Regions from separate parts of the Pan troglodytes genome. Here region 1 is linked to region 2. A link is a contact called in public Hi-C data. All regions are on one chromosome and are shown on one strand. The core of a region is the stretch at or near the end of the contact, and the rest is flanking DNA. Distances in the headings are between cores, read along the strand shown.

Region 1 (5,806 bases), core at 74-2,573, 42 kb before region 2:
GAGGGAGGAGAAGCAGCTGGCGCACACCAGGGTACTGCCGCCCTCGCTGATGGGCTGTGCCCCTGGGGGCGGGCTGTGCAGCCACAGGAAGGGGAAGAACGGGGCCTGAGCCAGCTTCTCCTGCTTCTGCACGTGGACCTGGTGGTGCGAGGCCGGGGACAGCGGGGCCCCGCAGATGTAGCAGCAAAGGCCTTCTGCTGGTGCCGCCCGGCTGTCCGGGAGAGCCCGGGGGACACGGCCCCTGTTCTTCTCTTTGGGGTTGCAGACGCCTGGGAAAGGCTGTTCCTTGTGGTCCTCTTCCCCACTGGTGATGTTGATGTCACTGTCCTCGGAGGTGCAGAAGCCCCGGAGGGTCTCCCCCAGCGGCCTGCTCTCCAGGGTCTTAGTGGCTCTGCCAGAGGGAGGGCCTTTCATGCCGTCTGCAGGGGCCTCCTGGACAAGAGGGCCTTGCCAAGGATCCTGAATGCCCCTCAGGACGCTGGCCCGGGCCTCGGGAACCCAGTGCCTCCCAACCCCCTTCCGCCGGCGCCTAACCCCGGCCTTGGGCTCCCCATCCGCGTGGGCCTTCGCGGGCAGCCCCTCCTCCTCCGCGCGCCCCTGCGCCGAGGCCTCTGCGCCCTGTCCCGGAGCGGGTCCCAGAGCCGGCCTCCACTCCTGGCCGCGCCCCCCGCGAGGCCCTGGCCCTGGGGCCCCGTCCTGGTGGGGGCTGGCGGCGTCCCGCGCGGGCGGGTCGGGCTCGGAAAGGGGATCGGTGTCCGACAGCTCCGACAGGTCGGAGTCTCGCGTCTCCTCCGCGGCCCCGCGCAGCCGGGGGCCGCCACCGTCGTCCTCGTCGTCGTCGCCGGTGGCGCTGCCCAGCGCGTAGGCGACGTTCCACTCGCGGGGGGCCCCGGCGCCGCCACGGCGGCCGCCTGCGCCCGCGTCGCACTGGTGGGGCCGCTTGAGCCAGTACATGCGCTTGTCCACCGGCGTGCGGGCGCGCTCGAAGGCGGCCCACTGCTCGCCCAGGAAGCAGCGGCACACGGCGCACACCAACACGCAGCCGTCGGCCGGGGACAGCTCGCGCGCGCCGGGAGCCGGCTCCTGCTGCTGCAGGAACGGGAAGAAGGGCTGCGCCGGGGTCCCCGCGCCCGCCGCCGGCTGCTTCACCTGCAGCTTCAGCTCCTTGCCGCGCCCGATGCCGCCGCCGCAGATGAAGCAGGAGAGCGGCGCGCCGCCCGCCGCCCGCTCGCCCACGGCTGCCATGAGCCGCTGCTTGCGGGAGACCGGGGCCGGCCGCCCGCTCATGGCCGCGCCGCGCCGCCCGCCCGGGCCCCCGCGCGCCCCGGGCCGCCCTCAGCTCCCGCCCGCGCCGCCGCCGCCGCGCCCAACTTGGAGCATGTGTGCGCGCCGCAAAGTTTGGCGGCGGGCGGCCGGCGCGGGCGCGGGCGCACGGCCCCTCGCAGCGGCGCCCCCCCGGGCCTGCCGAGCCCCCCCCGGCGGCGGCGCGGGCCGAGGCGGCGCCGCGGCGAGCGCGCCCGGAACGCAGCGGCGGCGGCGGCTGCGGCGGCGGCGGCGGCGGCGGCGGGGCCCGGGCGGCTGGAGCGGCAGCCGCATGTGCGAGCTCCGGCGCCTGCCAAGGCGTGGGGTCATTTAATTGGGGAGGAGGGGGCGGGGCGGCGGCGGGCGGGAGGGGCGGGGAGGGGCGGAGGGCGGGCGCGCGGCGGGCGGGGGAATCCCTCCCCGCGCGCTCCCTCCCCCCGCCCTCCTCCTCCAAGCCTGCCTCCCTCCCGCCCGCCGCCGCCTCCCCCCGCGTCCCAAACTGCGCACAATAGCGGCCGGCTCCTCTATCTATTTTGTGTCCAGCCGGAGCCGCGCGCGATGATTCATTGCCCCAATTAGGGGCTCTCTGCAGCGCGCCCGGCTCTAGCCGTCTGAAGGGTCTCCTGGGGGACCCGCCGAAACCCATCAGCGGCTGGAGCTAGTCTTTAAGTAAAGGTCAATCAGGACGCGGGAGGAGCCAGGTAAGGACGCTGCGGGCGCCCCTGGAGGCGGAGGAACCCCCCACCCCAGGGCTGCAGTAAGGGCAGCCCCAGCCTAGATGCAGGCACCCTGCCGGGTTCGTTCAGGGTAATCAAACCTCAATTGATTACTATCAAACCTCTTAATATTGAGGGTCCGACCCTCTCAAAAGGGGGGACCAAGCGAGAAGGCCATTTACAGTCCCGAACAGGCCTGAGTTGGGGATACCATTCAGGGCCCCGCGTTCTAATTTTGGAGAGAGAAAAGAGGAGCCGTCCCCGTCTCCTAGAACCCGTTAGTGAATGCATCATCCTGCGGACAGTCTGAGGCCTGCTCTGCCCCTTCCCACCATCGACAGGGGTCACTGGGTCACCAGCAGAGGTAGAAAGGGTCCTGTGTGTCCCAAGGTCAGTGAATCAACCTCTCTGGGTCCTGATTTCATTGCCTTCAACAGGAGCTGCAGCAGGGGATTAACTGTTTCCGTGTCTTTATTGTTCATGTGTAGAGATCCATTGTATTTATTTAACAAGCAGAGGGACTTGCGTTGCGAGGCGCTTAGGGTTAACTGTGGTGATCAGCCCCATTTCACATACAGGAAAGAAGTGGCATTGAGTGTTAAGTTTTCATCCAAAGGGGCTAAGCAGAATTCAGACCCAGGACGTCGGGCTCCAGGCCCTACTCTTGACCACCAGGGCGAGTAGCCGTGCGAGGCAAACGTCTGGTCCACGTCGCCAGTCTGCTGATGGGGACGGGACCGTCCATGGCAGGACAAGGCCAGGATCCCTGGGTCCTCCCGGATGATCTGGCTCAGGCCCTGGTCCAGTCTAGGCATCTCCAGACCTCTCATTCCCCATCTGTGAAATGGCACCCCTTCCAGCTTCAAAATTCTACGAGTGTCTGACTTCTGGGCAGTTTAGAGCTTCCTCATTTGCAAGCAGCAGCCCAGAATCAGCCTGGGGACAAAGGTGCCCGGTGGTCCTCTCCAGCCTCTGGGACACTGAAATGTAAATAAAACTGGGCTTCCTCTTGGCAAGGAAGAGGGCCATGCATTGTAAACAAACGCAAGAAGAAGGCCTCCAGAATCCCTGGGGGATATTCCAGGGCTCAACCCTTAGTCCAAGGGTTAACAGGAAATCATCATTGGTTGGGACTTTGGGCCTTCACCCTGGCCCAGAGGAATGCTGTGTCAGCAAAACTGTCCCGAAGGAATGTTGGGAGCGGGGCAGGGGGCTTCTTGGCTCCTGGCATTTTTAATACCTGGAGAGAGGAGGAGGGCTGATTAGGAAAAGTTTAAAGGGCAATGTCTGTTGAATTGCATCCTTGCACAGTTAAAGAGGGACTATTAGGTCCCACACAGACCGAGAGGTTGCTAGTAAGACACTGCCCGGCTGGGGACATGCAGGTCAGCGGGTGAGTTAAACATGGGTTCCTTAGGGCTCAGCACGTGCTGTCCCTTCTGCTTCAAATGCATTTTGGGCTCATCTGTATGGCCATGGCCGCAGCATCATCCTCAGAGGCCTCCCTTTCCTCTCTAGAGCAGGTGCTGCTCCGCGCTTCTCCTCATCCCAGCTCCCCAGCGCAGGAGTTTGCCATTGATTTTATTGATTTTTCCGTCCACTGCTCCTGTCTGCCCCGCCCCGGAATCCTGGGTGCTCCCTCTCAAGGGCAGGAGCCAGGTCTGTCTTGCTCACTGGAGATCTGGGGCCTGGCTCAGTGCCTTGGTCCCACACACCTGGGTCTCCATCCTGTTCTGTCCCTTGCCAGCTGTGTGAGCCTTGGGTGGACTTCTTAGCACACCGCCCCTCGGTTTTCTGCTCTGTACAATGGGGGTTGTTAAATAAATAGGGATTTGGGCGCAGGCGTGGGCTCTGGCATGCTATAGGTGACTGTGTACGTGTGTTGCCTCTTCCTCTTTCCAGTGGATGAAGAGGTTCTCCTGCCGCCTGTCCGCACTGCAGGGCACACTGCAGGGCGGCAGGGAGGGCCACTGTGCTGAGTTCACACAGAGTCTGAGGGAGAAGGATCACGGGGCCAACCAGACCAAAAGAGAGACGTAGGGTTTTCTTGGCTGAGCCGGAATCCTCCAGGAGGTATTGCACCATACATATGCAGGTGTGAGTGTGCGCGTATCTGAATGTGCATGATTCTGCATTTGTTAGATTATATGTGTGTGTGTACATGTGCATAGTTATATATGTATGTGCACCCTGTGTGTGAGCATGTGTGTATGAGTTCACCTGTGTGTTTCTGTGTGTGTGCCTGTGTGTGCATGTCAAGCGGGCCAGGAGTGGGAGGCATCCAGCTGGATGTTTTTCTTCTCTTCAATGACCCAATGACTCAGGAAAGTCCCCTGGAACACGTCTTGGGAGCCAGGAAGCAGGGTGAACACAAATCAGAGGAGGAGGCCGGTGATGATGGCTGCTCCTCTGGGGGGATGACATGGGGGCAGGGCCACTGCCACAGCTTGACACAGCAGACTGACATCACACAACCATTTACTAGCTGTGTGGCTTTTGGCTTGCTCGTTTAGGTCTCTGAGCCTGAGTTTCCCCATCTGTAAAGCAGAGCCAACTTGACAGTGTGCAAAGAGGGTGAACTGAGCCAATGCTGGTACAGTACATTGCACTGGGATGCAGAAAAATAGTGATATAAGCACACACAGCATGTGTAGACATTAAACACACAGCACACCCATTCAGTGTGAAGCACACACCAGGACCTATGCTTTGCAGGTGCCAACTCATCAAATCTTTCCCCAAAGCCCACGAGGTAGGTGGTGCTGTACCCGCAAGTTTAGGGGTGAGGAGATTGGGGCATAGGGGAGGGAAGTCACAGGCCCAGGGTCTCACAGCGTGGTGGAGTTGGGACTGGCACCCCGGCCGCATGCCTCTGAAACCCTCTGCTTTGCTGGCTAGTGAGATTCACTTTCTCTTCAATCCTGCAATGCTAGGACAGGAACAGCCTAGAATCTGGTCCCCCCTCTCCTCACATGTGTCCCCAGTTTCATGCCAAAGGAAACAGGCCCTCAAACGTGCCTGTCTGGGTACAAAACGGGCCAAGTTTGTGCCAGGAGATGAGAAGAAATGTCAGGGTGCATTGGCATGAACTTCATGCACCAAAGTAGACTTGAAGTCCCTGTTTCTAATGGAAATGGGCAAAAGGCTCCAACAGGACTAAGCCATCCAAACATCCCTGCCAAGTGCTGCTGGGGCCACAGCCTGACCATCCCCAGCAGAGCCATCTCCTGGCTTCCCTCTAAGTCCTACACCTCACCCTGCAGCTGGAGAGAGGGTGCCAGGCTCCCTCCAGACCACACACTGCACAGCCCGGCTCTTCATCTTTCAATTGTAGAACTTTAAAAGAATTGACAGATGCTCACAGACAGACCTTGCATTGGGAGCAGGTAAAAAATGCCCACCTGGATTCTGCAGGAGAAAAGGAGGCCGTCAGCGTGGAACACCTGGGCACATCTCAGATTTGCAGCTACCTGTAGGTTCGTCTTAGCGCAGAAACCGCAGGAATCTGCCCTCATCCTGCCCAGGAGAACTCATTTCCAGCCTCCAAATGCTTAACCACACGTTGTTTTGTATCTCTGTCTCTTTGCCTGCCTCTCCCACTGGGGCAGAGCCTGAGCTGGCTTGCCTTGCCCTGCCCCACAGTTTCACAAGGATGTGGACATGGTTGGGGACCAATCAGTGCTTGAACCAGGGACGCTGCTAGACTCTATCCAAAACCTCACTCATTATGCCTTCCAAGTTCCAGAATCATCCAGCTGCCTGGCCAGCTTCTACTGCGCCATCTTTTA
Region 2 (5,396 bases), core at 327-2,826:
GGGTTCAAATCCTGCCTCTGGGTGGCTGTGGTGGCTCGTGCCTGGAATCCGAGTTTTGAGAGGCCGAGGCAGGAGGATCACTTGAGGCCAGGAGTTTAAGACCAGCCTGGGCAACACAGCGAGACCTCATAGCGCTAATTTATTATTATTATTATTATTTTAATTAGCAGGGTGTGGCGGCCCACACCTGTAGTCCCAGCTACTCTGGAATCTGAGGCGGAAGGATCACTTGAGTCCAGGAGGTCAAGGCTGCAGCGAGCTGTGACTGTGCCACTGAACTCCAGCCTGCATGACAGAGAGAGACCTTGTCTTGAAAAAAAAATCCTGCCTGTACCTCCTGTGTGACTTCAGGCCTGCAACTCACCTCTCAGTGTCTCCGCTTCCTCGCCTGGAAAATGCAATGGTAACAGTGGCTACCTCACACTATTGTTGTGAGGGGTAAAGGCATTTGTTTATAATTTGTTAAACAGGGCAGGTCGTGGTAGCTCATGCCTGTAATCCCGGCACTTTGGGAGGCCAAGGCGGGTGGATCATGAGGTCAGAAGTTCAAGACCAGCCTGACTAACATAGTGAAACCCGGTTTCTACTAAAAATACAAAAATTAGCCGGGTATGGTGGTGCACGCCTGTAGTTCCAGCTACCTGGGAGGCTGAGGCAGGAGAATCGTTTGAACCCGGGAGGCGGAGGTTGTGGTGAGCCGAGATTGTGCCTCTGCACTCCAGCCTGGGCAACAGAGTGAGATTCTGTCTCAAAAAAAAATTTTTTTTTTGTTAAACAGTACATATATATTTTATGTAGTTTTCTGTAGACCTGTTCATAAGAATTGTCTGTGGTGGTGGAGAAGGGGCATTGCACACGAAACCCCTTAGCACAGTCCAGGCACACAGGCAGTCATCAGGAAATGTGCTGCTATTTTTATCCTGTAGGTTAGTGGGAGCCATGGAGAGTCTTGGAGTGAGACAGTCACATTGAGCAAAGTTCTATTTTAAGCATTTTAGAAGTGAAGATTTACGAGCCGAGACCACCAGTGCATGAGCTACCTTTGTGTGTGTGAGGAAAAGATGTCCCCCGCTGGGCAGACAGAGCCTCATGCCAGGGCACATGGCTTGTTGGATGGAGCCAAGCACCCTTGCAGAGTGAACAACCTGCCCAACAGTACCTGGCAGCTTTGGCCAAGAGGACATAATGGAGTAGTTGTTAATTAGAGCCTCTGCCACTGAATCTCTCTGCCTCTCTTACTCAGTGTCCCCTCCCCCGCTCCCCACCCCACCAACCCCCCTGCATAGAGCGGGCAGCCCTGAGCCTGGAAGCCCACGCAGCAGATGGAAAGGCTTCCAGCTGGCCCCGGGCATGTGTGTGGGTGGGTGGAAGGGGGTGGGTGGAACAATTTCCTGTGCCCCGATCCCAGCTAGCTCACTCTCTGACCACATTTTTCCACCTCGCTTTTTTCCTTATAATTCGCTCACACATCTTACAATCTGGATTGTTTTTTGTGAATGGAATGTAACCTGAGAGCTGGGGAGGAAAGTCCCGGTGAGGCCGTATAGATGGAGAAGGCGCCCCTCTCCGTGTGAAAGGGGAGCCGGGGCAGGCACTGCGGGCTCCCTGGTGGCCAGGGCAGCCGGCAAGACGGACAGGGCCAGGTGGGGAAGGTCACAGCGCCCGCAAGGCCGAAGAAACAGGAGAGGTTGGGACTCCCCCAACCCCCTGCCGCCTGGCAGCTCCCCCAACCGTGTTTTCTGAGCAGGACCACCCAGGGAGAATCTGACCCCTGCTGGGATGGGGCACTGGGGGCTGTGGCCTCTTCCAGGAGGAGTCTGGTGACTTCCAGCGGCAGATCTGAAGTCTGTGCCCAGCACCCGGTACTAAGTAGCCCTCGTTCACTAATTCATTCGTTCATTAATTTGTTCAAAAATATTTATTGAGTGCCATGTGCCAGGCACGGCGCCAGGCACCGGGAACTGCTGTGAACGAGACAGCTGAGGCCCTGCCCTCGTGGATGGTGGGGAAAAGTAACCAGCACACGCCTCTGAACGCTGACAGGCATTAGGGGTTCCTCCGTGAGCTAAGCGCTTTGTGTGTGTTATGTCATTTCATCCCCAAGCAACTCTAGAAGTGATGTTGTCACTGCCCATTGAACACACGAGAAAAATCAAGGCCCAGACAGATTCAACAACTTGCCGACGAACAGAGTCAGGAAGGCTGGACCCAGGTCCTGTTGACCCCTGTCCTGGGAGTCTCACCACTGCGCCTCCCACAGCTGAGTCCCAGCTTCGGACGGGTCCCAGGCTCCCGGGACTCCCTGGGCATGGGAGGTCTGGCATCAGAGGCTTCCTGGCCCTTCCCAGTGGCGAGGCAGGCCTTGCTTTGCTGAAGAGCTGGGGCCTGCCAGGGTTGCCCCCGATGCAGCCAGGGAAAGAGTGTGAATTTGAGGGACTCACAAAGCTTCCCAAGGCTCCTGCCTTCAGAAGCTGAGGTTAATGACTCCCTCACCAAAGAGTGAGTGTGAGGATGAAACAAGGTTCAGTTTAGGCAAAGTGCTAAGCAAGCTTTCTGGCATATGGTAGGAGTTCGATAAATGCTGCTTGCACAGTGAACAAACTGCCCAACAGTACCTGGCAGTACACTTCCCGGTGTCTTTCATTAAAAGGTGCTACAATTGAGCTGAGAGGTCCAGCAGGGGTTGGCGTTGAGGCTAGATAGATTTGGGTGGCGCTGAGGACTCTGGAGAGAAGCCAAAAGGTGGCTGTTCCAGACCCTGCCTGCCGCTTCCAACACACCTGTCCTTTCTGAGCACTCACTGTGCTCACAGTGTGCCAGCACTTTCCCTGGGCAGCCCAGAGCCACAGAAATAGCCCTCAGCAAGAAGACCTTGAAGATGGGGCTACGGTCATTGCCTTCAAAAGCCTGGAAAGCTTCAAAGGAATTAATACGGTATATGCTTTCCTGGATTTGTGAGCTGAGAGAGCCCATGTAGACTGAAAGCTCCCGGCCCTGGCCCTTCTGTCTGCTGAAAAAAAATGGAGCTATAATCCATATGCCATAAAATTAACAATTTTAAAGTGTGCAATTCAGAGGTTTTTCATATATTCACAAGGGTGCTCGAGTATCACCACTGTCTACTTCCAGAACATTTTCATCACCCCAAAAGATCCCATGCACTTAACAGTCACCCCATCCCCTCTCCCCCTGCCCCCCAGCCTCAGGCAACCATGCATCCACTTTATATCTCTATGAACGTTCTTGTTCTGAACAGTTCTTGTAAATGGAAACCTATGCCATGCAGGTCTTCTGTGAACTGCTTCTTTCACTTAGCATGTTTTCACGATTCATCCACACTGTAACATGACTCAGCACTTCATTCCTTTTCCTGGCTGAATAATATTCCACTGTGTGGATGTACCACACCTTATCTCTTCATCAATGGATGGACATCTGGTGATTTCCACTAGTTGGCTACTTAAGAATATTGCTGTTATAAACATCTGTGGACAGGTTTTGGTGTGAGCAGATGCTCTCATTCATCTTAGGTATAAGCCTAGGAGTGGAATTGCTGGGCTGCATGCTAACTCTGTGTTTAAACCTTTTGAGGAGCTGCCAGACCGTTTCCACTGCAGCTGCACCACTGTCATCCCCACCTGCCACAAAGATGGGTTCCAATTTCTCTGTATCCTCACCCACACTTGCTGTCATCAGTCTGTATGACCCCAGCTGCTGCACTGGCGGGAGTGAAGCAGCTTTTCAGTGCCATGTGGCCCTTCACTGGCATGTGCTTGTCTAACTGGGGCTCTCATGAGACTGGCTCCAGCAAGGCACGGCCCACCCATGCCTGTCACCTGTCACGTCCACCACTGGGCCTTCAGAGCCAAGCCCGGAGCAATTGCTCCATAAAAATGCGTTAAATGAGTGAGTAGCTCAAGAACTCCTAAAGTGCAAGGCAGCCATCCTGACTGCATGTGGCTCTGAGTTCCAAGGATTTTTTATCATTTAGAGAAGTCCAAGAAACCATAACAAAATTGCCATCGTGTGGAAATTTCCCAGGGCCCATCTGATGACCTGTCCTCACTTCAGGCCCCCTGGGGCTGTACATCGTCCTCACAGCGGGCCCCCCTGGGGGGGACTTGGTCCCGAGGTGGGGCAGGCAGCGGGGGAGTGACTGTGCCAGGCCCACGGGAAGCAGTGTCTTCTTCCTGGACGGCACCCCGGCCTGGCTGGGGCCCAGTCCCCGCGCCTTGGCCTCTGAGGTGGTCGTCCTGGCCAAATGCAAGGACACGTCACCTCATTGGAGCGGATGTGCCTGGGCCGCTCTGGAGAGAGGAAGCGCCCAGCTCAGCACTTATTGTTTAAAGAAGGTTTCACAAAGCCCCGAGGCCCAGGCTGTGAGTCGTTCCTGTGGAATCGGGGAGCCTGCAGGGAGGTCACCCTTTGTTCCTTCTGACAGAGGCGGCTTGGCTGGTGGCCGTGGCCTCAGCAGAACCCTGAAGTCAGCAGAGCTTGTATCAGGGACCTTCCCACTTTCCTCGCTCACACTCCCGGCCTTCCCTCCCTGCGGGAAGGCTCCCATCCCAGGCCCAGCCAGTGTCTCCTCTCCAGGACAGGCGCGGAGGAGAAGGCAGAGTAAAACCAGCCACCACTCAGTGAGCACGTGCTACGCCCCAGGCCCCGGTGAGGCACGGCATTATTCTCTATTCCACTGGGGAGAGGAGGGGGGCTCTATTCCTATTTTACAGATGAGGAAACTGAGGCCCACAGCAAGTCAGAACCAGTCCACAATTCACAGCTGGTAGGTGGCGGAGCTGGGATTGGAACCAAGCAGTTTGGCTGTGGCAGTCCCTAAAATGTGGGCTGGGCGTCGGTGATGACTTGGGCCAGAGTTATCGGAAGCTCAAGACAGAGGAGGAAAATAAGGGCTCGGAGGCTGGGCACAGTGACTCACGCCTGTAATTCCAGCACTTTGGGAGACCCAGGCGGGCAGATCACTTGAGGTCAGGAGTTCCAGACCAGCCTGGCCAGCATGGTGAAACCCCATCTCTACTAAAAATACAGAAAAATTAGCTGGGTGTGGTGGCGCATGCCTGTAATACCAGCTACTTGAGAGGCTGAGGCAGGAGAATCGCTTAAACGCAGGTGGTGGAGGCTGCAGTGAGCTGAGATCGTGCTACTGCACTCCAGCCTGGGTGACAGAGACTGTATCTCAAATTTTAAAAAAAGTGGGGACGGCGGGGAGGGCTCTGAATATTTAATTAATTAATTAATTTTAATTTCAATAGGTTTTTGAGGAATAGGTAGTGTTTGGTTACATGAATATATTCTTTAGTGGTGACTTCTGAGATTTTGGTGCATAGTGTTTAGAATATAAGAGGTAAGGGCAGCTGGCCTTGCTTCTAAGGTTTTTT

Evidence for each region. A called contact is a pair of places that touch in the nucleus more often than the background predicts.
Region 1: a Hi-C map of stem cell-derived neural progenitor cells shows a contact between it and region 2, with 1.8 times the contacts expected there. The contact joins the promoter of GSE1 here to the enhancer-like site in region 2. A contact is called at or near these places in 2 of 7 Hi-C or Micro-C datasets (blood and stem cell-derived neural progenitor cells).

Annotation. Positions count from the first base shown.
Region 1 is chr18:83,335,205-83,341,010 of NHGRI_mPanTro3-v2.0_pri, reverse strand. It overlaps GSE1 (Gse1 coiled-coil protein), which reads right to left and starts at 1,323. Exons shown (of 16, transcript XM_016930304.4): 1 at 1-1,323. The coding sequence starts at 1,287.
Region 2 is chr18:83,293,376-83,298,771 of NHGRI_mPanTro3-v2.0_pri, reverse strand. No RefSeq gene overlaps it. Among named protein-coding and RNA genes, the nearest start is that of CIBAR2, 13 kb to the right of the region's middle. Within about 2 kb of position 1,576, at least 4 of the 24 cell types and tissues checked have an H3K27ac peak or open chromatin away from gene starts, as enhancers often do. A contact at or near this core is called in stem cell-derived neural progenitor cells, where this site is marked.